7 separate regions of the Mus musculus genome follow, and regions 1, 2, 3, 4, 5 and 7 are each linked to region 6. The links are chromatin contacts, called in public promoter capture Hi-C maps. All regions are on one chromosome and are shown on one strand. The core of a region is the stretch at or near the end of the contact, and the rest is flanking DNA. Distances in the headings are between cores, read along the strand shown.

Region 1 (3,933 bases), core at 329-2,828, 600 kb before region 6:
AAATTCTTTGCTATGTTTCCTTCCAAAAGGTGAGGGATTTTTGTTGTTGTTTTGTTATAAACATCCCTTGTCTCGAGATTATCTTCTAAGAAAGAGAATATGGTACAAGCCATGCCTCTGAGGCTAGCTTCCACAGCTCCCTCCAGAAGCAGGCTGTTGGGGACACTTACTACTTACCTTTCCCGTATAAGCTGGCCATGTCAGTCACCCGAGAGGGGACTCCTACTTGGTCACACCTATATAATCACTGCCAACATTGAACTGGCCCTACTGGAGTTACTAATTCCTGATATATATGGATGCCACATAATGGGATATTTTTAAACAACCACGCTCAGAGCTCTGAACTTGCAGTTATATTAGAGACAAAGCCAATAACATGGCATGTCTCTCTGTTATTCACTCCAGTGAACACTGGCTGTATCTAGGAGTTACTGGAAGGAATGGGAGGAGGCCAAGATCCTTTCGAGTTTTTACTTTAGATGCTAAAGCATCACTTCAGAGAATAAATGCATACATTACTAATGTCCACAATTGTCCAAAGGCCTAGAAAGATTTTAAACAAGACACACTCTGCAAGGAGCAGGGGAGCCCTGTCTGAATGGCACAGCCAAGTCTAAGACCTTATAGCCTCAGAGTCAGAGGGATGGCAAAGCCTTTCTTGGACCCAAGTGTTGACAGTGTGTGCAGAAAATGTCCACCAGAGCTCCCCCCCCCCTTCCCCATATTTACAGCCTGAAGAGTGTTCCCCTACAGAGACTACAGTTACTGAGACTGTCCAGTGATATGCAACGACCCATCCCTCTATTCAATAGCTCTATATAATAAACACACAGAGCCTCCAGGGCTGCAGTGTCTCCACTGAGTGCCCAGACCACCTGACCCCAGTTTTCTCTCCTCCTGGCTTATGTATTCCTAAAACAACTGAATCTCTACTCTTGTAAAAGAAAAGTACAAAATATTTTAACTTTAGACACATTGTGAGCAAGCTCTATTATGTGGTTTCCTGGCTGAGTACTGATTATAAGAGGCAAATTGAGGGTGGAGTGGGCAATCAGAGGAGGCATAATCCTGGTACAAAGACAGATGACTAACAGACAGACAGCTAACTTAAGCTATTTGAAGCTATTAGACAATGGGAACAGAGACCCCTACAGATGTCTGTGACTGAGGGATGTCTTAGGAAGCACTGTACATGCATGCAGAGCTCACCTTCTGTGACCCTGGGCAGGGCTGTTACTGTCATCCTAGAGAATGGAAATCAATGTGGAACAGGACACAGAAGACTCTGGATTCCTTTCCTGAGAATTCAAATTTCATTTTTGGAAACACTACTGCTTTCCAGACTTCATACCAGTCGATGAGGTTCACCTGGACATCCTACCTAACACCAGGAAGCCTGCTTAGAAACACAGCATTCTAAGGCAAAGGACATGTTCATCATCAGTGTTGAGAAACACCGAGAAGGCAGAACATCCATCTTTGTAAAACTCTACAAGAGGAAATGAAGTCCTGGTTGTATCAGTTTTCATGGTCAAGAACAGCAGGGCATACCACATCCTTATCAGTCAGCCACATGAAAGCCTCCAAGGGCCAGGCGCATTAGAAATAGACTGAGCAACAACAATATGAACTAACCAGTACCCCCGGAGCTCGTGTCTCTAGCTGCATATGTAGCAGAAGATGGCCTAGTTGACCATCATTGGGAAGAGAGGCCTCTAGGTCTAGCAAACTTTATATGCCCCAGTTCAGGGGAACGCCAGGGCCAAGAAGTGGGAGTGGGTGGGTAGGGGAGCAGGGCGGGGGGAGGGTATAGGGGACTTTTGGGAAAACATTTAAAATGTAAATGAAGAAAATATCTAATAAAAAATAGAATAAAAAATAGACTGAGCTCTGTCCTGGCACATTTTCTGTGTAGCTTTTCCTGCCATAAAGTAACCTCTGTGGTTACTGCATTGGATTGGATGCAAGACCACTTGTGCCACGCCTGGCAGCACCATGCAGTGCGGGCTCTACCACTCACACTGTGAACACACAGGGAAGATCAGCTTGGCCCTGGGGAGCACTCAGGCTTGCTTCCCCTCAGCTGAGCTCTAATCTTCAAAAGACTTGTGTCACTTCCCTCCTACCTTGCCACACCTCCTGTCAGGCCTGTTCAAGGACTATTTCCTCTAAGATTTTCTTCAAAGAATTTGAAAGAGACATATTTTATATGAATATATGGTTTGTATTTTTTGTTTTGTCTTGTTTTTGAGACTGGGTTTCTCTGGTTGTACTGGAACTTGCTCTGTAGACCAGGCTGGCCTCAAACTCACAGAGATCCACCTGCTTCTATCCCCTCCCCCCACAAGTGCTGGGATTAGAGTGTTATCAATATGTTTTTTTTTTGCACGTATGTAATTGCACCATGTGCGTGCTTGGTGCCCACAGAAGTTTGAAGGGGGCGTTGGATGAATGGTTGTGAGCCACTATGCAGGTGCTGAAATCTAACCTGGGGCCTTGGTAAGAACAAGCACTCTTAACTGCGGAGCCATCTCTCCAGCTGCAAGGTAGGACTCTGAGGAGAGGGCCCTGTCCCCATTTCTAGGAGTCTTGTAGATTCCATTGCACTAGGTTTTCACCTCACCCTCAACATGGCCCCAGTGCCAGATGCTTCTCCCAGTATTTGCTCCTCCCTGACCTGAGGATAACCTGTATCTGCATTACCACATTTATGCTTGTCCATTATTACAGTTTTCCTTCTTCCTACCTTCCACCTCACCTGAGGCATCCTAGCAGTTTTTATCTATGTCCAATTACGTCTCTGTGCCTTTATGGACCTGAAAAATTTCCTATGTCATTTGGGATACAAATGAACCTCTGTTGCCACCAACAAAAGAATATCCAGTTCAACAGCAGAACTGCCAGCAAACATCACTAAGGCAGCTGGCGATTTGTAGCTTTAAGACTCTTAAGTAGCCATGGTGCCCTAACTCCAACCTTGACTTTTCCACTCCTGCATGCTGGACTCCATCCTAACAAGGATGCTAGTAGGTTCAGAGTACCTGCGCGTGTCAGCTGCTGCTCCAGGCATTTGCCTGTACTAATTCTGATCCTTGTAACCCCAAGAAGCAGTACTAGAAGGAAACTGAGGCACAGACCCTAACGCTGTACAGTAACTTCCCTCCTCCTAAGTACACAGTAAAGTGCCACTCCCTGGGGGAGGTCTTGCTTAGCAGTGTGAGGCCTGGCTTCCATCTTCACCATGTGTAGGAGGCAAGGGGGCAAAGCCAGGAACAGACAGTAAAAGTCTAAGAGCTACAGGATCCAAAGGGAATTTATTAATCCCAAACACTGTCTGCACCTTACAGTCAAGTCAGGCGCTCTGCCTGCGTGAACTTCAGGCCCTCCCTGTGGTCAGAACCTCCTCTCATGCATATGGGTGCTCACCGCTCAGAAGCACAGGAGGTTTCCACCACCTACACTTGTAGTGACCTGAATGAGAAACGTCCCCCACAGGCCTTTGTTCTGGAACACTTGGTCCCCAGCTGGTAGCACTTCAGGACAGAGCCTCGATGAAAGAAGTAAGTCACTAGGACAGGCTGTGTCCCATTTCTTGTCCCCCGTACTTCCTGTGTGCAGATGAAATAGGACCCGCCTGTTTCCTGACTGCTGGGCCAGCTCCATGCTCCTGCAGCTCTGCACCCCCTAACCTTCAAGCCAGAATAAACCCTTTCTCCCTTAGCTGCAGTTGCTGAGACACTGCATCACAGTGACTGAAAGGAGCTGATACAACCCTCTATGAGCAACTTCAGCATCAAGTGTCAAAGTCCAGCAAAGCTTTCAGGTTCACAGACATTGGCTGAGCTCTGTCTCTCCTTGCCTCAGGGTAACTAGCAGACTTCCAAAGCATACATGGTAAGATATTTTAAAAACAAATGTCTGGGGACAAAC
Region 2 (3,643 bases), core at 531-3,030, 580 kb before region 6:
TTGGTTTTTTTGGCTTGCTGTTAAAATCTTTAGATATTGTCTCCTTTAAGTAGCCCTGGCTGGCCTTAAAAAGTGCCTCAGATTAGCCAGAGGCCTGGTCCTGACACTCCCTTAACAACACCTTCTTTTAGCACAGTTTGAAGGTATCTCTATAGAACTGAATTGGTTCTATTAGTTCATGAAATCATGGCATCAGAGCATTTCAGGTTTTCCAAATAGCACTAACCTCTCTAGTGAGACACTCACAATCAGAGCATAGTGAGAAAGTCCAACAGCAACAACAACAAAAATGTTTTGAGGGCAAAAGATAGAAAAGGGCACTCCACTTCAATCAGTAATTCGTGAGAGGAAAAAAATCTGTACACACAAGGCAAGCAGCTGGGTAGGATAAAGGCCTCCTCCCATAAGCAGTCTAATATTTGCTCTAAGACAGAGTCTCAACATTCTTTCCTTAACTGATCTCAGAAGTAGTCCTGCAATTCCAGTTTGTCACTGGTACAAGTCAAAAGAGCAAACATAAAACATAACCAATCGAAGTGAAGAAGCCCTGTAATCCCCGAAGTAGAGTTAGGCATATCAGAAGTTCAAGGTTATCTTCAGCCACATAGGGAGTTCAAAGCCAGTTAGGGCTTCATGGATACAAGAGATCCTGACTCTACAAAACACAGTGAAATTCAGCACAACAGAAATAGGGTTGTTTAATTCACCCAGATTATTCCAGCCAAAGCAGGTGTTGGGCCTAAATCATCTGCTTAAGTAAACTCACTGGTTATCCCTTCATAGATGAGACTGAAAAACACAACAGATGACTGAGCTGAAAATCACAAAGACTTTGGTCATTTAAAGTTTCTTATCCTAGTTTACTATTTCCCTAGCGACTGGACTCTAGTAGATGACAAGGGACAATAGAATTTTCACAAACTCAGAGTTCTTCTCAAAGTGTTCAAAACGTCAAGGTTTCGAAGAGAAACAAAATCCCCAACACAGAAGGCTGTCAACATCATCTTGTTATGACCTTAATGATGACGTCGTAGGCTCTGGACCACAGGGACCTCAAGGCTGCTGCGTATGCAGCAGTAGTGACTACAGTCCGAGCACAAGCCTCATCTGCGCAGGGGAACAAGGCGCGTACACCCAAGGTTCCCACTCAGCCGAACTGGCCCTGGAATCCAACTTGAATTCTGGGAGTACCTTCAGCAGGAAGCTGTGTGGGTAGACAATCAGACCTGTTTTTGCGGCAGTTAGCGAACAAATTTCAATCTACAGGTCTTGCTACCAGCCACAGAACTACAGTGAAGAGGACCAACTTGAGTCTTCGGCTGAAGGGCCATCCCAGGGAAACTCAGCAAGTTCTGCACACCACGCCGGCTTGCCGTCCCCAAGCAGGGGAGAGACGGAGTCTCGCTCCGCAGGTGGCCCGCGGGCGAAGAGGGAAATGAGGTTGGGGTGGGAGTCTACCGTGGACGCGTGGAACTTTCCACGCGGACGCCGAACATGGAGAGGCAGGCCGCCGCAGTGCGCTTCCTCTGCGCCTGCCAACTTACCCTGAGCGTCGGTCGGGTCCTGCGCCGCCCCTAGCAGCGCCAGCACCTGCAGCACGCCCAGCAGCAGCGCGGCCCGCGCGCACAGCGCCATTGTTCCCAGGGCCCCTGAGCGCCCGCAGCAACCGCCCGGCGCCCAGAGCTGCTCTCCGCGCACGCGACCGCTCCGCGTCCCCTTCCGCCCTTACCGCTCCCCTGCAGACGCCGCCGCCAGTCCCCCCAGTGACCAAATAGGGATAGGCCAGGCGGCCTGGGGCGGGGCCAGGGCGTGGTCGGCAAAGTCAGGAGGGGCGTGGCCCACAGGAGGCAGGGCGGGGAAGAGCTGCAGGGCCAAGAGAGGGAGTGGCTCTGAGAAAAGAGGAGAGCCGGGAGAGGGCGTGGCTTACAGAGGCGGGGCAAGGGGGACAGGCCTCAGACGGGAGGGGCGTGGCTCTCTGAACAGTACTGAGGAGCGGATAAGAGGCGGGGCTCTCGGAGGCGGATGAGGTCGTGGTTTTGGGAGTGGCGTGGTCCGGACTAAGTGCTACGACAGCTGTGGCTCTATCTCTGACTTTCAAGGGGTAGTCGTCTACCAGGACTTCCTGAAGACAGGCTTTATTTAGAAGTTTTCGGGTGGGATTGGCATGGTTGCGGCGCGGAGTAAGAGAGGGAGTCACAGACTGGATGATTGCAGCCTCTCAGAGGAGTGAAGGAAAGTCAGACTCAAAAAAGTTTCAAAGTAACCGTCATGATCTTGGTACTCCACTTGTGCCTCCTTTTTTCTACAACTGGAAAAACATGTAGAGTGGGCGGTGCAGTTTGCAGACCAGTTGGAAACTTAGCACCTATAACCTAGATCCCTGTCTTCTAGAGTTCGCTGTCCCGACTCAAAAACAGCCTGTTGTAGTCTAGTTTTTTGGCAAAATCCCTCGTAAGCCCTAGGGCCAATGCTGCATTTTGATTCCACTCAGAATTCTAAAATTATGTGTCTAGTACACATCACTCAACTAACGTGGAAGATGGACACAGCTTCCACAGGGTATTGCAGCTCTCTAACACCTGATCCAGGGCATTTCAAAGATAAGCCTAAAACTTTGTTATGAAAAATACTTTTCGACTTCCACAAAGCTTCTTTGTTATAGATGTGTGATGATCATGGATTAATTAGGCCCGTTTTCTCTACATTTACAAGACATATGAAACTGCAACCAGCCAACCTGAAAATACCAGCATCTACCACGGGCTTTAAAAAACAGCTGTGTGTTTAGGATTTGATGGTTCTATTTCTGAAGAATCTAGCCAAGTGCTTCCAGGCATGGACTAGGAAGGATCATTCTGTATTCAGAATGAATGCTTGCCCTGACTCCAGTTTTTGGAACCCAGTGCTCAGTGTGGTGATTTAAAGAGGCGGGGTATTGGAGAAGCGACTGAGCTAGAAGAACAGGGATCTCAACAGTGAAATAAGTGCCTCATGAAAGTGGCCTGAGACCAGGGGCCTTCAACAGACACCAGGTCAGTTGCTGGCATTACCTTTGACTTCCCAAGAAGAAATGTTTCAAGAATACTGATGTAATCTAACCTTACATGTTTACACAGTTCCCTAGCTGGTGTAGTAGCGAAAAACTGTAATTCCAGTACTTAGGAGACAGAGGCAGGAGGATTGCTGAAAATTCAAGGCTAATCTGAGCTATATAGCGAGTTCCAAGATGAGCTCATCCATAGTAAGACCCTGTCTCAACCAAACCGGTCAGGAATGGAGGCACAGTCCCTTAACTCTATCACTTGGGCGGCTGAAGGAGGATTGGAATTCGTGGTCATCTTTAGCTTTATAGCAAGTTTGAGGACAGCCTGAACTATATCAGACCCTAACTCAATAAACCAACCAGTCGATAAAACAAGCAAACATGTCCAAAATGAACAAAATAAAGCATGAAACTTCTCCTTGCTGGAATTTCTATGACTATTCGCAGTGTACAATTGTAGCCTCCCCCAGCCTGAAGCTGGCTGGTACAAACCTTGTCGCCACTGAGGTGGGGCCACCTGCGGTGCATCTTTCCGACTTGGCTTCTTTTGAAGTGACAACTGCCCTGCTCTTCTGCTACCTGCTGAGAGGCTGAACCTGT
Region 3 (3,671 bases), core at 533-3,032, 790 kb before region 6:
CAGGGTGGGAAGGCAGAGTGAGCTCTGATTCTGCTGAGGATTCAGCCATTCTCTGTATGAGGCTTCTTAGGGGTGACGGTTTGACTTTTACTCTGCTTTGTCTCAGTCACAACGATCAGACAACAACATGGCAGGACCCCCGGAAGGCCATGCTTTCGCAACTGAACGTTCCTGCGCCTGCCAGCCCAGCGGTGCCCCAGACGCTGATGAATTCTGCCTCAGGTGAGCACCACCCTGTTGGGAGAGCCACGTGCATGCTGTTTGTATCCTTGTCTTCCTTTCTACCCAGAGCCAGTTGAAGTTAAAGTAGCATGCATTTAGTCTTAATCCATTGAGGAGACTGATAATTGGACAGGAGTTTTCTAAAGCTCAGGCTTCCTGTAGTCATGTGGTTGTAAGTTGTTTGGTGTTTTTACTTTTGGTTTTTGACATCATATTTGTTTGTTGTGTGTGTGTGTACTTACACAATGGCATATGACAACAGCTTTAGAGAGTCTGTTCTCCTACCATCACGTGACACTCAAGGATCACACTCAGGTCGGTAGACATGGCAGCAAAGCACCTTTACCCCTGAACGCCCCCTTCCCCAAAGCATTCCTGAGATGGTCTAATGTAGTGATGGCTGACCCAGAAGCCCCGCTCCTCCTGCCTCTACCACCCTGTGAGTTTGTGTTTGAGTGCTGCTGTCTTCCGTCCAGGATCTATGATGGCCTTGACTCATGCATTTGTAATATGAATAGAAAGCACGTAGTTTATTTTAATGCTTTAAGGATGAGAAGAGCACAGCTGTATGGCACGATTGCCTTAGGGGTGTTAGAGTCCAAGCTTTGGTATTCAAAACTCCCTTTTTATTTGTTTGGTTTTGAGATGGGATCTGCCAGAAACTAGCCTCAAACTTGCCTGCCTCTGCCTGTTTGTGTGCCATCTTGCTAGATTCAAACTCTTTTTAAAGCAGATGTTTGTATTACCTTGACAGAACCTATAAGGATACTGTGTGCCATAAACCACTGAGCACCTACCCCTCTTACTTCTAGATGTAGCAGCATGCATTGCTAAACCGTCTTCACTGCTGGGTGCAGTGAGGGGACCCTTTAATCCCGGTACTCAGGAGGCAGAGCTCTGTGAGTTTGAGGCCAGCCTGGTCTACAGAGTGATTTCCAGAACAGCCAAGGCTCCATAGTGCACGCTGTCTCAACCAAACAAAAGCAAACACAGTTATGTGACTACAGCTTTTCCTTGTTTGCATAATGAGCAGTAATCCTACTCACTAGAGGAGAGATGGATGCTACAGGAAGTTATCGATTCATTTAAAGCCCTTATGTGTTTAAGTTTCTTTTCTGTATATGAGATTTTTTTATTTGATTTTTAAATAATGTTTTTAGTTGAAATGTATAGGTTTTGCCTGTATGTATGTATGACATACCATGTACATAGGTGGCCATGGAGGGCACATCTGGAAACAGCAGTTAGAGATGGTTATAAGCCACCGCATGGGTGCTGGGAACCCATCCTGGTTCCTCTGCAAGAGCAGTAGGGGCTTTTAACCCCTGAGTCATCTCTCCAGCCCCATAGAAAGAAAGCTTTTGGCTTAAATGACAGGTAGTAAGCAAAAGCCTCTTCCTTGCCCCCAATCAGGTGCAGTGAGCCTTTCTCTTTGTTGAATGGGTCCAAGGCCACACACAGCTGCCTAACTGGAGCTTCTAACAGTGGGCAGGAATCTGGTAGCAGACTTGACTGGAGGGTTTGCAGATGTGAGACCTCCTCCTGCCCTAACCTCACGCCTGCTTTGGTTGAAAACAAGCTTTAAAAGGTGATGGCTGAAAATGAAAGTTAGGGTAGAATGTGGGGTTGAGCAATGCTAATTATAAAGGTGACTTGCTGAAGAATAAGGTCCCACAGCTGGCATAGACTTTGGCACTCTCAGAATCTATTTGATTTAAATCCTAGAGTTTAAAAGGTGAAAATGACGTGGGTATTTTTCACTGGTAGTTTTACTTTGGTAACTTTTTTTTTCTTTAACTACCAGATTTCAAATAAAAGTCAGTAGCAGACACTTCCTTACTGTGGAAGATGAGGGCAGCCTGTGTTCACTGAAGTTGGTTGACTCCTTTTAGAACACTGTTTTATCACAGTGGTTCATCCATTTGTTTATCCTTACCCTTCCATTTTTTGGTTTGATTCTTTTGAAAGAGTTTCTCCATGGAGCCCTGACTATCCAAACTCACAAAGTTCCACCTGCCTCTGCCTCCCTAGTGCTGGGATTAAAAGTGTCTGTGACCATGCCCGTCAATAAAAATTATATTTTGATTGTTTGTTATTATGTATGGGGGAGAGGCTTCAGTGTGTCAGAGCATAAGGTTTGGGGTTGGATTCTCTTCTGCCTCAGGTCTAAGAGTTGAGCTCAAGTATCAAGCTTGGGAGGCTTTACCAGCTGAGCCCTATGTTCTCCCCTGCAGCCTCCCACTGAGAGTCAGAGGTGTAACAGCAGCTGGTTTTCAGGTGATAGAAGTCTGTATTTAGAACTTGCTAGGAGCTCTTAAGACCCCACTCCTAGTCTCTAAACCATGTGATAAGTGGCAGAGGGGACAAAAGAGGACAGGGTGACATTGGAGACCAGAAACTATGGTTTGCTCATAGAGATTTGTTTCTAGTAATTACACTGTCCTTTAAGGAGGACTTTGTGGTTAGACGGTACAGTGAGCTAGGAAGAGATAGGTCTACAGCTGTGCTGAAACAAAGGCCTTAAAAATATAATCACCAACTACTTCAGAAGGAAGCTGTGTAATGACACATGCCAGGAAGCCAACACTGCAAGAGCAGAGGCAGGGGGATGGCTGCAGTGAGACCTAGTGCTCCCTACACACACACACACACACACACACACACACACACACACACACAATTGTGTTCAAGACTCCAGGGATACCAAGTCAGAACTGTCCAGGTCACCTATAGAATACAGGAGTGTTTTAAATGGCAAGCTTTAAACTAGTGTGTGCTGTAAATGGTCTCTAACCATGTAAGTAGTTGGTTATACTGGATTACTGTGAAGTAACAAAATATCTATACATTTTAATATACAGTTTTAATTTTTTATTTAATTTTTTTTTATACATTGATGGTTTAATCAATGCACCTAAAACTTGGGGATCGTGGGAGCCTATTATATGTGGAAGTCTCCAGAATAAAACAAATTTTAGCCAGAGACCATGCTACTTGGTCTATTCAGTGCTGATGACACTGGTGGTGTGTGTGGTGTGACTAAATCTGGAGGTTTTTTGTTTTCTCCCAATAGAGAATTGAGTTCCTGGCCTCACCCAGATGTGGGAAAGACTCTTCCACTGAACATTGTCCCCGTGTCCACTCCCCCAGCCCCCGTCTTCCCCTCCTCCACTTACACTGGGGCTTCAGCACATACATACATACTCTCATTTGAGATCATGTCTTGTGTATCCCTACCTGGCCTTGTACTAAGTAGCCAAAGCTGGCTCTGAACTCCTTCATCTTCTTCCTCTCAGGTGCTGAGATGTGAGCTACCATCCCCAGCTACTTCACATAAATTAAAGAATATTTTAGTCCTTCTCCATGTAGACATTTCAGAGTGAAATAAATGTTTTGAAATGAAAATTAGAAGAGCTATACAATCTTGGACCAGGAGATCAAAACAAATC
Region 4 (3,706 bases), core at 27-2,526, 860 kb before region 6:
GAAAATGCCACCATAAGATCTGATAACAGGGAAGTTTCTTATTTAGTGATTGATGGGGGAGGACCCAGTCCACTGTGGGTGGCGCCATCTGGGCTGATGGTCCTGAGCATTATAAGAAAGCAGGATGAGTAAGCCAGTAAGCAGCCCCTTCCATAGCCATCGATTCCATCAGCCTACCCTGTGTGAGTTCCTTTCCTGACTTCTTTGACAATGAGCAATGATATGAAAATGTAAGTCAAATAAGCCCTTTCCTACCCAACATACCTTTTGGCTATAGTGCTTCATTGAGGCAATAGAAATCCTAAGAATCTTACAATAAAATTTTGTTTCCTTTACAAAAACACTTATGAGAGGCTTAGAGACATGGCTCAGCGGTTAAGAGCTCTCTCTGTTCTTGCAGTGGACAGGGGTTCTCAGTATCCACAGGACAGCTCACAACTGTCCTTAGGGATCTGATGCTCTCCTCTGGCCTCTGAGAGCACCAGGCTCCCTTGTGGTACATAGACATGCATACAGGTTAACACTCATATACACAAAAAATAAACAAAGAATTCATAAACTTATGAATGGGAGGACTGGGAAAAAAAACCTATATAAGAATGTTCACCACTGCATTCCTAATAGCTTCAAATTGTAATAACCCAAAAGGATAAACTGTGGAATAATATTCGTGGCACACAAAGTAACAGTGATAACAAGCCTCTCTCCCTCTGTCCCCCTCTTCCGAAGCTTCCCCCTTCTCCCCCTGTCCCTGCTCCCTTTTATTTGACCTTTTGGTTCTTAAGGTTCAAGCAGAAGGAAATGAAGTTAGTAGAGGTAAAAAAATTCGTCCACCTAAATCCTAAAACAGCTCCTAAACAAAAACAAGTTGGCTCCTGAATGAGATTTTCAGCAGGTAAGCATACATCCCACACTGATTAGCAGCGTGTTGTGGTGTAGTGCTCGCAGGAACCTGCCTGAGATGTAAACTTCAAAAGGAAAAGAGCCACAGACGAGATTATGTTCCTAAGCAGTCCCTTTGTCTTTCAAACGAAACCAACTTAATTAGACTTTTGCTTAGTGCAAAAGGAAATTGTCAGTTTGAAACTGTAGGTTTTGATATTAGGTCACTGGCCAGTGTCTAGAACTAAGAGTTCCTGTCAACACAAAGACTGGCAACCTCCTTCCATTTCCTAACAGCCAGGCTAAGAGTCCTCAGTGTAAAGGCAGGGACCCAAAATGCCATGGCGCATGCGTACTGAGCCAAGGGGCCCACTTCTCTCCCAGGCCCCGCCCTCTGAGCGGCGCCCCTCCCCCTGAACGTGGTGGCAGGTCCTACCGCTGTGTCACTATGGAAACGACTACTGCTTTCTTACCCTGGTCATAAGCAGGATGGCGGCTGGGGAGCCACGGGATGGAGGCGGCTACTACTTCAGATTCCTGCCTCATAGAACCTTCTCGTCGCTGAGCGCCCGGGAGATCACCAGCCGCCTCCGCCAGTGGTGAGGGCCGAGGGGCGGAAGTGGCCATGCGGCGGGCTCAGGTCGGTGGGCTGGGGCCGTGGCACCGCGCTCGTGTCCTGGGGTTCTCTCCCTGTTCGTGTTCGTGTCCGTGCTCCGGGACTCGGCTCTGCGCTCCCTCAACTCCGGCCAGGGCCCGCTGACTCTTCCCCCTCTGCTAGGTCCATGCTGGGCAGAATCCAGGCGCAGGCGTTCAGCTTCGACCAGACGTTCCAGCCCTACCAAAAGGATGATTTTGTCATGGTTGGTATTGGGGAAAGGGGGAGGGGGGGGCGCTCTTTTGGATGTTCTTGGGAACACTCCATGACATGTTCTTAGACTTTGGGAGTAATAAAAAGTGCAGGTTGGGTTTTCTTTTGTTTTGTTTCTTAGGGGGCTTTTTGACAGAGCGACTCATTCTGTAGACCAGACTAGCCTGGCATTCACTGGGATCCTCTTGCCCCTGCCACCCAAGTGCCACCATAACCACCTTGCCAATGTCTTTTACCTACCTTCGGAATTCTGCCTTAGATAACTTTACAAGTCTGTAGTTATTTTAGACAGTGTCACTGTGTAATTCACGATGGCCTCAACTCGTATCAGTCAGTCATCCTGCTTCCGAATCCCAGTTCAGAAATACAGGCATGTGTTACCGATGTTGACTGAAAATTCAATGGGACTTTTTTTTTTTTAACAATCACATCTTGTTTTTAAATACTACTACGTGGACTTTATTAGTCTTAACTCCAAATACTTTTGGTTTCTGAAAATCAAATTCACCCTGAGAAGTGGGCATCAAGCTGTAACAGTAGTACCCAAACAGGATTTCCTCCCAAAGGTTTTGAGCAATGGCCTGTTTGAAAAAAACCTTTAGCTAGAAGGGAATTCTTTAAAGAAGGCAAAGTTCATTCAAAGGTGTGAGATTTTTATGTGCATCTTAAAACCGAGCCCCATTTTGAAATGTTGCCTCCTACCCAACAGTAGGTAAAGTGTTCAGTTTTGTGAAGTGACCGTCATTCCTTGCCATTCCTCTGAGCATTGACTTTATAGCTGACATGTAATCTATTCACTCTGTCACTTTCTAAAGGCCCACTGTGTGCTAGGAATATAGCTTCCTCAATAGCCAGAGATAGAGACCTTGGAAGAATGTCTTGGGCCCTCTCCAAAATGCCAGCAAATAACATTAGTCTTCTTACCCACTGCCATGAGTAAGGAGAGCAGGAAAACAATCCATCGATTGTCCCTGCCTCTGGATAGGAGTGGTTCACTTCCATGGACCCTGGACAGGTGAAGCCTGGCCAGCTTCCCTTAGTCCCTTGTCATGACCCTGTCTCTTCTAAAGACACCTATCAAACTGAATCAGAGGTCTGACCTACAAGAGAATAACATTAACATCTACAATGACCATCTTTCTGAGCACACTTTGATGCTGAAGAAAGGACATGAATTCTGAGCTACGTTTTCTAATCTGTTTGCCATAACAGAGGGCAAATTGGTCTCATAGTCCATTTCCTGTTACCTGTGGTAGGGTTTTAATGCCATATTATTACTAATGGCATGTCTTAGGCATGGTTAGATTTTGATAATCTACCAGTACTGACCCTCCACTGATTTTTAAGATCAAAATTTTGAAATGCTACATTATTTTCTTTTTCTTTTTATTTTTGAGACACAGTTTCACTGTGTGGCCCTGGTGGCCTCAAACTCACAGAGATCTGCCTGTCCAAGTGCCGGGACTAAAGGTGTCTGCCACCACAACCAGTTTTTTTCTTTGATACTTTTTGTTGTTTCCATATATAACATTTAATATACCTGTTTATTCAGTAAATGCTTGTTAAATGCTTTCTATATCCCACTTGGAAGTTGTTAAAATGAGCTCTCATCCTAGTTTATGAGGCACACACAGTTTCAACAAATCAGTCTCCACCACATACCGAAGTAGTGTAGATCCTGTAGAAAATGTCCTGGGCACAGAGGGAACTGTCAGCTGATACAACGTGACAGAAGGTATACTTTTTCTTTCCCTTCTTCGTTTTGGTTGCTCAGTAGAGTTCTTCGGTGGACTCAGTATTCATCCATAAAACTCACCAGATTTCTTTCTGTAACTCCAAGCATTCACTTCTTTCTAATTTTAAGTTCTTCCTGGGCTAAAGATGCAGCTGAATTGGTACAGTATGAGTTTAGAATGCATAAGGTCGTGGGGTCCATCTCAGCACTACATACCAGAC
Region 5 (3,462 bases), core at 36-2,535, 950 kb before region 6:
GGCTCCAACAAAAAGGCCCAGTTTTGGTCCAGATTTTCATTTATATAGCCATTAACCTAGTGGCTCAAAACTGTTTAATTTTCTATACAGAAGCCATTTCAATACACAGATCTCTTTTGGCATACCTTCCCAGGAGATTATTAAGCTAAATCTGGACTTCTTTTCAGGCCATTTTTGCTGTGATGGTCCATTTGCAGATTCTGGCAGCCAATCAAGGACCATAACGATCTTTTGAAGTGGGACAGCAGAGAGAAAATGACCTAAGTATCAAGAAATGGATGAGAGCAAGTGAGGAAAGAAAATTTCCACTTTGCAAAGCTTTTTTATCTTTCTTTTTCTCCTCTTCTCCCTCCTCTTCCTCTTCCTCCTCCTCTTCCTTTCACCTCTACAAGGGAAAGTAGTTTTGAAAAGAGTGATAATGGGAAAGGTCTCACCATCTAAAAGTTCACCACAGGATTCCATACCTAACAAATTATGCCCCAAATAATCATTTCCAGGCTGTCTGTAATATTTGCCCGTATCTAGGAATTTTCCATTCACTGTCTTTCATCTGTTAATACTCTCAAGAAAACACTCAGAAAAGGGAAGAGCCGAATCAAGCTCTAAAGTACAGTTCAGCTATGCTCTCTCACAACTGCGAGTCATCTGCCCAACTCAACTTGCCCTAACTTGCCTCAGTTTACTTCATCTCAGTTTAACCTCAATTCACCTCAGTTTACTTTAGTTAAGTCAGTATAACTCAGCTTACCTCATTTTACCTTCGTAAATGGTAACTCGCTTTAACCTCAGCTTGCATCATCTTACCTCAGTGTACCTCCACTTGTGTCAATTTCTCTCTGCTTAATTAGGTGTAATCTCAGTTTGCTTAAGCTTGATTGAGTAATTCAGTTAAACCTCAGCTCACCTCAAGTTATCTCATCACACCGCGGTGTACCTCAGTTTACCTCAGCTTCCCTCTGCTTAATTAAGTTTAAGCGCAGCTTGCCTCAGTTTACCTCATCTCATCTCAGCATACCCGTTTAATTCCGCTTGCCTCCGTTTATTTCAACTTCTGTTTACCTCAGTTTACCTTGGCTTACTTTGTCTCACCTCGGTGTGCTTCAGTGTACTTAGCTTGCTTTCCTTAGCTTGCTTCCATTTAACTTGGTTTAACCTCGGCTCGCCGCAGTTTACCTCAGCTCGCCTCGGCCGCCCCTTTGAGCGAGCCGGCCCCTCATTGGCCGCTTCCCCCTCGCAGCCCCGCCCCGCGTTCCGCCTAGTTTCCGTCGCGAAGGACGCGGCGTCGGTTGGTTGTCAAGATGGCTGCGGCGGGGTCGCGGCCGCCACCTCCGCCGTCGCCCTGCGAGGTCGCCGCCCTCGCCGCTGCCGTCGCCACTGTCGCCGGGGCCGCTGCGAAGCCAGGATTGCCGCAGCCGAGCCTGCGACGCCCGTGACGCGAGACCTGGGAGACGCACTGCCCGGAGCGCCGAGGAGAGGACGAGGGAGGCCGAGCGGCCATGCGGACGGCGCTGAGGTGAAGGATGCTGGCGGGCAGGCCCGGAGCCCAGAGCGCAGGCGCAGGCGTGGGCGCCGGACCCCCAGACGCGCCGGGCGCCCGTGACGGCGGCGGTCGGCCGCGACCCGGCGCTTACCTGTATCCTTTCCACGCCCTCCCCCTGGAGCACGCAGGCAAGGGCATGGAAACTGGCAAGTCATTTTCAGTGCGGATATTTGCTTTAGCAGTTCTCACCCCACCCCACCCCACCCCACCCCGACCTGAAGTTACACTTTTGTCTCCTACTTTGTGACCTCTTCCCCCTCCTTCCCACCCCCGCACTTCGACTTGGCTGTCAGATTTTTGTGGATTTTTAAATGCATCGGTCCTGTATTGGACGGGCGAAGATTCGCCTTTTTGAATTACAGCGTTACACCCTTTACTTACAGAGACGTCTTAGTCCTGCTCCTTAGAAAGAGAAATTGCCCGAGGCTAAAATCGTGGGCTGTTCCGTTTTACTTGTTAGCCGCACACCCTTCCCAGAGCTGGAGAACCCTAGTTCGTTCTGATCATTTTGTATCCCATCTCTGTCCACTCTGTTGTCACACAGACGAAAGGAAAAGCAGGGGGCACGAATCTTGACAATCTGGATTATTTCTGATTTTCCATGAGAAATCGTTGAATTTCAATTTGATGTTACTATTGGTAACATAAACATTGTGGAAATGTCAATACGCTTTGTTTTTTAAGTACATAAAGCGGGTTTATTCTTCCAGAGAACATTATGATAATTAGAATTTACCCTTCATAGTCTCAGAAGACTGGCTGGTGGTGATGATGTTTGCTCATGTTTTTCTCAGGAAATGGAGTCCCTTCCACCACTACCAGCCTCCCTCCACTTCCTCAGCCCTAGGTCCCACCTTCTGCTAGGATATGCTCTTAACAGTTTTAACAGCAAATCATGAGTTTTCATCAAGGGTCTCCTCTTCGGCTGACCCTCCTCTGGGCTCTAAGAATGCAGGTACGTTAGGGCTCCGTTAATGCCCAAATACTCTCTCCTCAGGAACTTGTCTTCCATCCCTGGGTCATTCTGAGTTCTGAACAGTAGCCTAGGCAGTAGCAGCTGCTAGCTTTTGTCTTCTTGTCATTCCTCTTGCTGCTTCCACAAACTGTCTTCTTTTTTTTTTTTTTTTAAAGATTTATTTATTTATTATATGTAAGTACACTGTAGCTGTCTTCAGACACTCCAGAAGAGGGAGTCAGATCTTGTTACAGATGGTTGTGAGCCACCATGTGGTTGCTGGGATTTGAACTCCGGACCTTCAGAAGAGCAGTCGGGTGCTCTTACCCACTGAGCCATCTCACCAGCCCCACAAACTGTCTTCTTAAAGTGTACTCTGAAGTACTCTGCCTTATGAATTCAGCTCTTCACCTTTGACATTGTGTTTTTTTTTTTTTTGGGTGGGGGGGGTTGACGCTGGTGGCCCTGGCTGTCTCAGAACTCGATCTGTAGACCAGGCTGGCCTTGAACTCTACCTCCAGAGTGCTGGGATTAAAGGCTCCACTTGTCTGGCATTGTAACTTTTTATACACTGAACTCTTACTACATTATTCTAATTTGTCTCTAAATCAGGATGTAAGGAAATGGCTCGTGACAAAGCATCCCTCTCCCCTGTTATTTTCGTTAATGACATACCATTTTTTTAATTTATGTGATAAGAACATTAAGCAGAGCAAGTAGGAGTAAGGAGACAAAATTTAAAAGAATGGCTGTAGTCAAAGTTCTAAGAGACGGTGAAAGAGTTTTAAGTGGAGGCAGTAGGAAGATGTTTGACTAGATCTGACAAGGAGAATGCATTGTATGATAGCTACTTGGGTTGATAACCTAATTGGAGAAAGACTAAATGAGGAAGTGGATGCCCATAATATTCTTTATTTTGTAATATTAACTATATAAAAACTACATTCTTTGGAGTAGATGTTAGGGT
Region 6 (3,673 bases), core at 948-3,447:
AAGAATTGCTTCCATGTAAATGAGACAAATGGTTTTTAAGTTAGCATTATGAGGAAAGGAGCTATGTATTAGCAATAAGGACCTGTACTCTATGTGTAAGAATTTCTAACCAATGAAATCTAAATGCTTCTTTGCTTGCTACAGGATTCCATAACTAGAAACTAAAATTATTTCCTTAGATTTCAAGATAATAAAGAAGTACATTCTAAGTCTCAACCCAAGACTAGGCTAGACAGCTCTCCCTAGACTGCTCATGCTGGGCTTGCTCTCTACCACTAAGTTACATACCTTATGGAAGGCCTGAAGCCTTACTTCCATTCTGCTACTGATGTGGATTAAAATCCCTGTTATAATTTAGGCTGAATCACCTGAAGTCAAATGATACTGCTCAGCCAGCTGTTTTAACTGACTTAATTTAAATATCTTAGATATGATTCTCCAAGAGCTAATACAGTTAAGAAAAATGTATGCCAAAGGGCATAATGAAAACTCTATTTTATACATCACCCAAAAAATATTACCTAGACTCTTTTGCTAAAACACAACAAGGGGAGAAGAACAAAGCAATCAATTACAAAAAAGATTAGGATGAAGCAAGTCACCTTCATAGTTTAAGCAGTCCATTCTTCACTGCATCTCTCCTTAAAGGGAAATCTCCTTTGTCTAGTGCAGCCTGTCTTTTTTTTTTAATTAGATATTTTCTTCATTTACATTTCAAATGCTATCCCAAAAGTCCCCTATACCCCCCCCCCCCCAGGCCTGCTCCCCAACCCACACACTCCCACTTCTTGGCCCTGGCTTTACCTGTACTAAGGCATATAAAGTTTGTTAGACCAAAGGGCCTCTCTTTCCAGTGATGGCCAACTACGCCATCTTCTGCTACCTATGCAGTTAGAGACATAGGTTCTGGGGGTACTGATTAGTTGATATTGTTGTTCCAGGCTGTCTTGTTGTAATGGTAGTATTTGTCACTTTAAGTGTCGACCATTAATACAAAAACAACTCAAAGTGTATGGGAAGAAGCCCACTTCTCAAAGCTAAATCGCAATGACTTTCTGAGGAATGAATCTGTGATGATTGAGTATATGCCACAAAGCGAGTAAAGGGCTCTAACTTACAGTTCTGCTTTGTTTTCTTTTCCCCTAAGAGAACATGGAGCACAATAGCTTGCTAACGCCTAAAAGGAGGTTGAGAGCTACCAGCGTCTTAATGCCAGAAAACAAAAACCACAAGGGCCTTTTCCAATTAAGTGTACGGAACTGGTACAGGTGAAGTGGAGGCATTGGTGCGTCCAGAAGCCTAGGCTCCAGCGATTTAAAAGGCCTCCTGCTGGGATCGTCCAGGTTAGGCCACTTTAAATGCTAACTCGGGAGACCAATTATAGCAAAGGCTTTCTTTCCATCATTCCCAAGGCAGCTGTCAAAACTCTTCAAGCTCTGCTCCTTTTTTCACACTCTGACATTTAACAATGTGGGGACCAAGCCAATTCTGCTCGATTTAGTGTGACACAAGGACGCCGTGAATCTTGGCAGATCCGCGCTCACTTCTCGGTTGGGAAATTTGATGGAGAATGCATACGTACGGTCGTCTGTTTCCTACCCTCTGGGCACGCAGACAACAAAGTGGGACGAATCTCAGAGCTTGTCCAAGTACGACAGAGAGCACGTACAGGCGAACACGCGGTTCGGTCCCGCGCGGAGCGGAGACTGGGCGCCTCACCGACCGCCTCGCCTGAGAGGGCTCGCCCCTCTCCTCCCGGCTAGCGGCCTGTCCGGCCCCGGGGGAAGGAGAGAGCCAGCGGGGTGGGGACAGGCAGTACCTGGGGATTTTACACTTTTTGAGGCCCGCGTCTTCCGCGACCGCCGCTGCCACTCCGGGAGCTTTTCTCTTCTTCTTCACTGGCATCTTCCGCCTTCCCCGGCAAGGTAGACAGGGCGGCCGGGGAGGGGTATCGCGCTCCGCCGCAGGCCCCGCAGCGCCGGCTCCCGCCTGCCGGGGACCGCAGCGGAGGCCCGAGGCGCGACCCCGCCCCGGGTCTCCTCTTTAGGGGCGGTTCCGGGCAGCGCAGCGCTAAGGCCGGCGGTGTCGCGGCTCGGGCTTTTCCAGGAGCAGCGAACGCCGACAGCGCGGCACCTACAGTAGCAGCGAAGAGCAGGCGGCTTAGCCTGACCCGGAAGCGGATGGCTCTGGACCGGAAGTGACGTAGAAAGGAAGCTCGCAGGGCCTGGAGCGGTCTCTCTACTTTGGGATTTTTTGTCTCTGCAGGTGGAGCCTGAATCTCCGGAGATTTTCTGGCGGGTTTCCAGCGGGAAGTCCTTTCTAGAAATCATAAACGCTCCACAGCTGGCGAGCGAAGTAATCTGGTGAGGAGCCATGCGTGAGTGTGCCCACTCCTGACGTGCAACCGCTCCAGTTTTTTCGGGTGTTCTTGGTGGGCCTGAGATCAACTTCTCGCGCTCCTTGTCCTTTTCTCCCTCATGCTCAGGGTCAGTTTATGGCTTCCTCCTGTGCTGAGGCAACGCCTCCATGTTTTACTTCTGAGGAACTCTCCTCTTGGATAAGAGACTGGGAAACGGACTGACTTATTACAGAGGATTTGGGGAACTGTTCTAATGGGCTGCTCTCAAGAAACAGTAATCACGTCACTTCTAATGGAAATACTGCTTATAAGAAAGGTTTGCTAGGTAAAATTATCTCATAGAAGATTCTTAGTGAATGAAGTCCATGTTTGTAACCCAACTGTGACAGAAGACTGTTTCTTTAAATTCTATCCCTGTGGTTCTGTGACTGCATCGTGGGACCCTAATCTAGTCAAGGAGAAAGAAAAAAACCGGTTGTTGTAATGAGTCCTGGATACATAATATGCCCTGGAATTCACAAGTTTCCTGAGAGAGGACACTTCAATGTTTGGTGCATATAGTTAATGTTTTTTTAACAGTGAACATAATGTTCAAACCTATAACCCATTCGACTCTATTATAAACAATGCACGAAACATTGTTTTTACATGAAAATTATAAAATGTAAGCTCTAAAACAGAACTCCCTACAGGAAGTAGACAACTGAAAGATGAAGGGTTTTTTTTTTGTTTGTTTGTTTTATATATGTATTTATTGTGGGGGCACTTGTGTGCCAGTGCTGGGATGACAACTTGAAAGTTCATTTTCTCCATCAATCTTGTCACTCTTGAGGTGGAACTCAGGTTGTGAGACTTGGGAAGGGACATTATGTCTGTGTACAGAAAAGCACCTAGTTATGTGATTTAATTTTTTCTGCTGCTCGTGATAGTTCTTGATTTTCTATATAGTAAATAATGAGAAGCTATGAGGGTGCTGAGTTCTTTGTTATGTGGTCTAATTTTCTTTGACTAAGTCACAAGAAGGAAAGGAAAGGAAGTAGTATTAAAACAAAAGGGTATTCTGGTTTAGATCCTAAGGTACTCATCAACTTTATGAAGAAAAATCTTAAAAATGCATTTTAGCCGTCTGTTAGTAGAGTGGCACAACATAAACAGATTAAGCACACAAGGCTGAAACAGGTCTATTCATTTGACAGTTTGATGATTTGCATATTTCTTAGGTTTAAGGATTGTAGAATGAAGAAATGGAAAACAGAACTTTTAAAATAGTTATATCTGAATTAATGTAGCCAAAAATAGTCCCAGAGATGTGCT
Region 7 (3,916 bases), core at 1,219-3,718, 690 kb before region 6:
GGGATGTGTCATGGGGTGTCAAGCCAGGGTCTGGGAGCATTCAGCCTGGCTTTCATACTGACAGCAGAAGATAACTGGCTGAACAGAGTGAATGAAGGTTATATGTCCATCTCTCTACTTTCTTCAAATGTTTCCTTAATAATGTCTGTCTGAAAGCCTATTTAGGTTTGGAAACTGGCTCAGCACTCAAGAGAGCATGCTATTGCAGGGGACCAGAATCCTGTTCCCAGCAGTCACACCCCCCTTCATAACTGCAGTTCTAGGGCATCTGCTGACCTTTCTGGCCTCTGTGAGCATTGCACTCCTGCACACACACACACACACACACACACAACACACAATACACATAACTTGAAAATAAATTAATAATATTTTTAGATGGCTATTTAGTGAGCTACTACTGAAGGTTTAAATGCAGGTCGAGAATGGAGAAAACCCAGAAGATTGGTTAGCTCAATTTATTAATCAAGATATCAAGATGCTCAGCAGCTATTATGTACAGGTACCCTGTTGATGCTAGAATAAAGCATCTAACAAGAGATATACTGTCCCTGCTCATATACATTAGAGTTTATCCAGAAAGTAATGGATCTTTTGTTTTGTTTTGTTTTTTTGTTTGTTTTGTTTTTCGAGACAGGGTTTCTCTGTGCAGTCCTGGCTGTCCTGGAACTCACTCTGTAGACCAGGCTGGCCTCGAACTCAGAGATCCACCTGTCTCTGCCTCCCAAGTGCTGGGGTTACAGGCGTGCACCACCACTGCCTGGCTGAAAGTAATGGATCTTAAGTACTATCTATTTTCAGGCATAGTCTAACTCTGTTCCAGGCTCAGTTGGAGGCTGTCCACTGCTCCAGCTTCTCAAGTTCCACATCACTGGCTTGGCTCTACAACTTGCTTAATAATACTAATGCTAATGCTAATGCTAATGCTACTAATAATAAAGGCCCACAGTAAAATTGTGCAAATGTTGCAAGGGAGTCTGTTGCTCTCACAGGTGTGATTCTGCTCTCAGATAGAGGCTTGAAAGTAGGTGGAAATCTCTATATGATCACAAACGAAGTTCTTCTACTAGAGCTCCTGTTGGAACTGTGGTCCCTCTCAGCTGAGCCCACAATAAGGCATTTTATCTCTAGATTGACCAGGGCAGGTTTCTCACCGCTAGATTATGTCTCCTTAAGTCTGATGCTAATTGGCTGAAGATGGAGGAAAGCAGACAAAGTTTCTCTGTGTAGCCTGGCTGTCCTGGAACTCACTCTGTAGATCAGGCTAGCCTAGAACTCACAAATATCCATCTACCTCTGCCTCCTGAGTGCTGGGATTAAAGGCATGCATCACCACTGCCTGGCAAGAGTCAAGTTTTTACAAGAACATTGATATAGCTAAGCACCTTCCCTTGAAAGAGAAAAAGCTAAAAGAAGGAATTTTGTTTTTCTAGATTTATTCATCCTGTTTATAAAACAAAATTTGACAAGGAAAAACTAAACAAAAATACAAGAAAAAAAAAACCACTAAAACAGATCAGGACAAAAAAAACAAAACAAAACAAAAACCCCAGACTTTTAAAAAAACATATTTTTAAAGATTTATTATTATATGTAAGTGCACTGTAGCTATCTTCAGACACACCAGCAGAGGGAGTCAGATTTTATTACAGAGGGTTGTAAGCCATGTGGTTGCTGGGATTTGAACTCAGGCCTTTGGAAGAGCAGTCAGTGCTCTTAACTGCTGAGCCATCTCTCTAACCCTTTCAAAATATTTTTTAAAACGTATTTATATATTAAATATGTGTACAGGTGTTTTGCCTCACGCCTGTGCGAATACAGGTGCAGTGCCTGAAGAGGCCAGAAGGCCGCAATGGATCTCCTGGAACTGGAGTTACAGATGTCTGTGAGCCATCTTGTGAATGCTGGGAGCAGAACCTTGGTCCTCTACCAGAGCAGCAAGTACTTTTAATTGCTTAGCCACGTCTCCGGCCCACAATCACACCTTTCAAATACAAGAATCAGTGTGGTTCTAGCATTTTTAAAAAACAAAGTCTTACTATGTAGCCCAGGCTGGCCTGGAACTCACAGAGATCCTCCTGCCTCGGCCTTCTGAGTGCTGGGATTAAAGGCATTTGCTGCTACCCGCAGCTGTAGTTCTGATCTTTGAAATAATAAAAATAACCTGAAATTGAGATCCATACGTGTTTTGTTTTGTTTGTTTGTTTGTTTTTAACAAATGTTCCTTTCAGCTCTCTTTCTTGATAAAAACAAAAAGTGAAACCAGAGACTTTTACAGAGTTACTCGGGTTTTTTTCCTCCTAACGTCTTACTTTTTTAACTTAGCAGTTATATTCCGGACAGTTGTGGCTCTTTTTTTACAGTGAAGGACTTGGAGGCTGCAGGAGGGAAGCGCGGTGAGGGTGGGGTGGGGATAGGCCTCTTAAGGCGGAACTCACAGGCTGCACATCTGTTTTCAATGTTTTGTAAGAGCCAAGAGCCTTCAAGTAAAAACTTTCAGTAAATGACACGAAGAGGAGCTGGGTCCAGGAAGTCACGCACAGAAGAGCCACGGAAATCCCCAGCCAGGGTGGCCACCAAGGGTGAGGAGGAAGTGCGTCTGGTTTTCACCCTGGAGTTCCCCGGAGCCCTGGAGGAAAGCACCGCAGGTCTGAGCAGCCCTGAGCCGGGCAGGGTGGGGGCAGTGGCTAAGGCCTAGCTGGGGACGATTTAAAGGTATCGCGCCACCCAGCCACACCCCACAGGCCAGGCGAGGGTGCCACCCCCGGAGATCAGAGGTCATTGCTGGCGTTCAGAGCCTAGGAAGTGGGCTGCGGTGAGTACGCGCGCGCGTGGGGATCCAGCCAGGGTCCCCGTAGTGGCTCGAGGATCACCGGGGTGACTAGATCCGAAGGAGAACCTGCAAAACCCGTTTCTATGCATCGGTGGTCCTGCGGGAGGGCGACCTACAGGTTGGCCACGCTGACCCTGGCTGCCCCCCCTCCCCCCACCCCCTCCCCGCTTGCGGGAGCTCGACTTTCTGAGTCTTTTCCGGTCTCTGACTTTCTGAGTGAGGCGTAGGTGCCGAGAAGTTGCATTTTAATTAGGCTGCTGCGGGAGGCATCTGGGAGACTTGACACAGTGAGAACTCTGGCGTCTAAGGATGAGCTTGTGGAAAGCTCATGGTTGTTTTCTTGGTGGCCAGCTCAGGAAAACACTACAGCTCTTTCTTTTTTTTTGGGGGGGGGGGGGTGTTTCGAGACAGGGTTTCTCTGTGTAGCTCTGGCTGTCCTGGAACTCATTCTGTAGACCAGGCTGGCCTCGAACTTAGAAATCTGCCTACCTCTGCCTTCCAAGTGCTTGGATTAAAGGAGTGATGGGTGTGTCAGAGACCATTTCACACTATAGCTGACTGGGGCTTTGAACTTCGGAAAAATCCTCCTGCCTTAACCCCTTCAGTGCTGGGATTATAGGCCTGAGTCACTGTACTCAATTTCTCAGCAGTGCTCTTAATCTAGCCGGTAAATCTCTGGAGTCGTTTCTGTCTGCCCCAAGCCAGGTTCTGATCATCCGTTGTAAAAAGCAGGTGCCATTACTATCCCCTTTTCGCACCTAGGAAACTGAGGCACGAGTGGCTTTTCTTAGTCTCACTATGGAGCACTGGTTGGGCTGGAACTGGATAAGTAAACAGGCTGGCTTTGAACTCAAGGAAACACTGACGTCTACCCACCTCTGCCTCCAGGGTAATGGGATTAGGGGCGTGTCTGGCCACTTGGTGGTTTTCTTGCCCAACATTACACTGTTGGTGGAAAAGGGACTGACTCTCTTGAAATCCTGTGATGTGAGACTCCAGAGCATGGGAGTAAATTGCCACGAGGTCAAGTTAGCAGTAATAGGGGGAAATTAACAAATGAAAGTGCCATGAACATGCTGGGCA

The links. Promoter capture Hi-C pulls out the DNA fragments that hold promoters and counts their contacts.
Region 1: a contact with region 6 is called in a promoter capture Hi-C map of hematopoietic stem and progenitor cells, with 2.7 times the contacts expected there. The contact joins the enhancer-like site here to the promoter of Dcun1d5 in region 6. A contact is called at or near these places in 8 of 39 promoter capture datasets (3T3-L1-derived adipocytes, the C10 cell line, the HPC-7 cell line and 6 more), 4 of 115 datasets of contacts at active chromatin or transcription factors (bone marrow-derived macrophages, double positive thymocytes, large pre-B cells and 1 more) and 3 of 9 other capture datasets (liver, macrophages and pancreatic islet).
Region 2: a contact with region 6 is called in a promoter capture Hi-C map of pre-B cells. The contact joins the promoter of Tmem123 here to the promoter of Dcun1d5 in region 6. A contact is called at or near these places in 8 of 39 promoter capture datasets (the C10 cell line, the HPC-7 cell line, HPC-7-derived erythroid cells and 6 more), 5 of 484 Hi-C or Micro-C datasets (CD4 T cells, embryonic stem cells, erythroblasts and 1 more), 10 of 115 datasets of contacts at active chromatin or transcription factors (bone marrow-derived macrophages, cardiomyocytes, double positive thymocytes and 7 more) and 3 of 9 other capture datasets (adipose tissue, liver and pancreatic islet).
Region 3: a promoter capture Hi-C map of liver shows a contact between it and region 6, with 2.3 times the contacts expected there. The contact joins the enhancer-like site here to the promoter of Dcun1d5 in region 6. A contact is called at or near these places in 8 of 39 promoter capture datasets (the 3T3-L1 cell line, 3T3-L1-derived adipocytes, cranial neural crest and 4 more), 2 of 115 datasets of contacts at active chromatin or transcription factors (acute myeloid leukemia and extraembryonic endoderm stem cells) and 1 of 9 other capture datasets (adipose tissue).
Region 4: a promoter capture Hi-C map of pre-B cells shows a contact between it and region 6. The contact joins the promoter of Cfap300 here to the promoter of Dcun1d5 in region 6. A contact is called at or near these places in 1 of 39 promoter capture datasets (pre-B cells), 1 of 484 Hi-C or Micro-C datasets (regulatory T cells) and 2 of 115 datasets of contacts at active chromatin or transcription factors (astrocytes and large pre-B cells).
Region 5: a contact with region 6 is called in a promoter capture Hi-C map of liver, with 3 times the contacts expected there. The contact joins the promoter of Cep126 here to the promoter of Dcun1d5 in region 6. A contact is called at or near these places in 7 of 39 promoter capture datasets (cranial neural crest, embryonic stem cells, erythroid cells and 4 more), 1 of 484 Hi-C or Micro-C datasets (embryonic stem cells), 3 of 115 datasets of contacts at active chromatin or transcription factors (large pre-B cells, stem cell-derived neural progenitor cells and trophoblast stem cells) and 1 of 9 other capture datasets (adipose tissue).
Region 7: a promoter capture Hi-C map of pre-B cells shows a contact between it and region 6. The contact joins the promoter of Birc3 here to the promoter of Dcun1d5 in region 6. A contact is called at or near these places in 15 of 39 promoter capture datasets (the 3T3-L1 cell line, 3T3-L1-derived adipocytes, the C10 cell line and 11 more), 8 of 484 Hi-C or Micro-C datasets (B cells, CD4 T cells, CD8 T cells and 5 more), 11 of 115 datasets of contacts at active chromatin or transcription factors (DN3 thymocytes, acute myeloid leukemia, bone marrow-derived macrophages and 7 more) and 3 of 9 other capture datasets (adipose tissue, liver and macrophages).

What each region holds. Positions count from the first base shown.
Region 1 is chr9:7,778,581-7,782,513 of GRCm38.p6, reverse strand. All of the region lies in intron 2 of Tmem123 (transmembrane protein 123), which reads right to left. Among named protein-coding and RNA genes, the nearest start is that of Mir5618, 3.8 kb to the left of the region's middle. Within about 2 kb of position 1,578, at least 74 of the 459 cell types and tissues checked have an H3K27ac peak or open chromatin away from gene starts, as enhancers often do. A contact at or near this core is called in the HPC-7 cell line, double positive thymocytes, hematopoietic stem and progenitor cells and 2 more, where this site is marked.
Region 2 is chr9:7,762,214-7,765,856 of GRCm38.p6, reverse strand. It overlaps Tmem123 (transmembrane protein 123), which reads right to left and starts at 1,780. Exons shown (of 5, transcript NM_133739.2): 1 at 1,545-1,780. The coding sequence starts at 1,635.
Region 3 is chr9:7,970,347-7,974,017 of GRCm38.p6, reverse strand. Yap1 (yes-associated protein 1) reads left to right here. Exons shown (of 9, transcript NM_001171147.1): 3 at 107-222. Among named protein-coding and RNA genes, the nearest start is that of Yap1, 32 kb to the left of the region's middle. Within about 2 kb of position 1,782, at least 7 of the 459 cell types and tissues checked have an H3K27ac peak or open chromatin away from gene starts, as enhancers often do. A contact at or near this core is called in liver, where this site is marked.
Region 4 is chr9:8,040,445-8,044,150 of GRCm38.p6, reverse strand. Cfap300 (cilia and flagella associated protein 300) reads left to right here and starts at 1,276. Exons shown (of 7, transcript NM_199017.3): 1 at 1,276-1,481; 2 at 1,661-1,742. The coding sequence starts at 1,372.
Region 5 is chr9:8,132,269-8,135,730 of GRCm38.p6, reverse strand. Cep126 (centrosomal protein 126) reads left to right here and starts at 1,285. Exons shown (of 11, transcript NM_001045524.2): 1 at 1,285-1,633. The coding sequence starts at 1,521.
Region 6 is chr9:7,183,029-7,186,701 of GRCm38.p6, reverse strand. Dcun1d5 (DCN1, defective in cullin neddylation 1, domain containing 5 (S. cerevisiae)) reads right to left here and starts at 2,197. Exons shown (of 8, transcript NM_029775.3): 1 at 1,820-2,197. The coding sequence starts at 1,905.
Region 7 is chr9:7,871,722-7,875,637 of GRCm38.p6, reverse strand. Birc3 (baculoviral IAP repeat-containing 3) reads left to right here and starts at 2,468. Exons shown (of 9, transcript NM_007464.3): 1 at 2,468-2,815.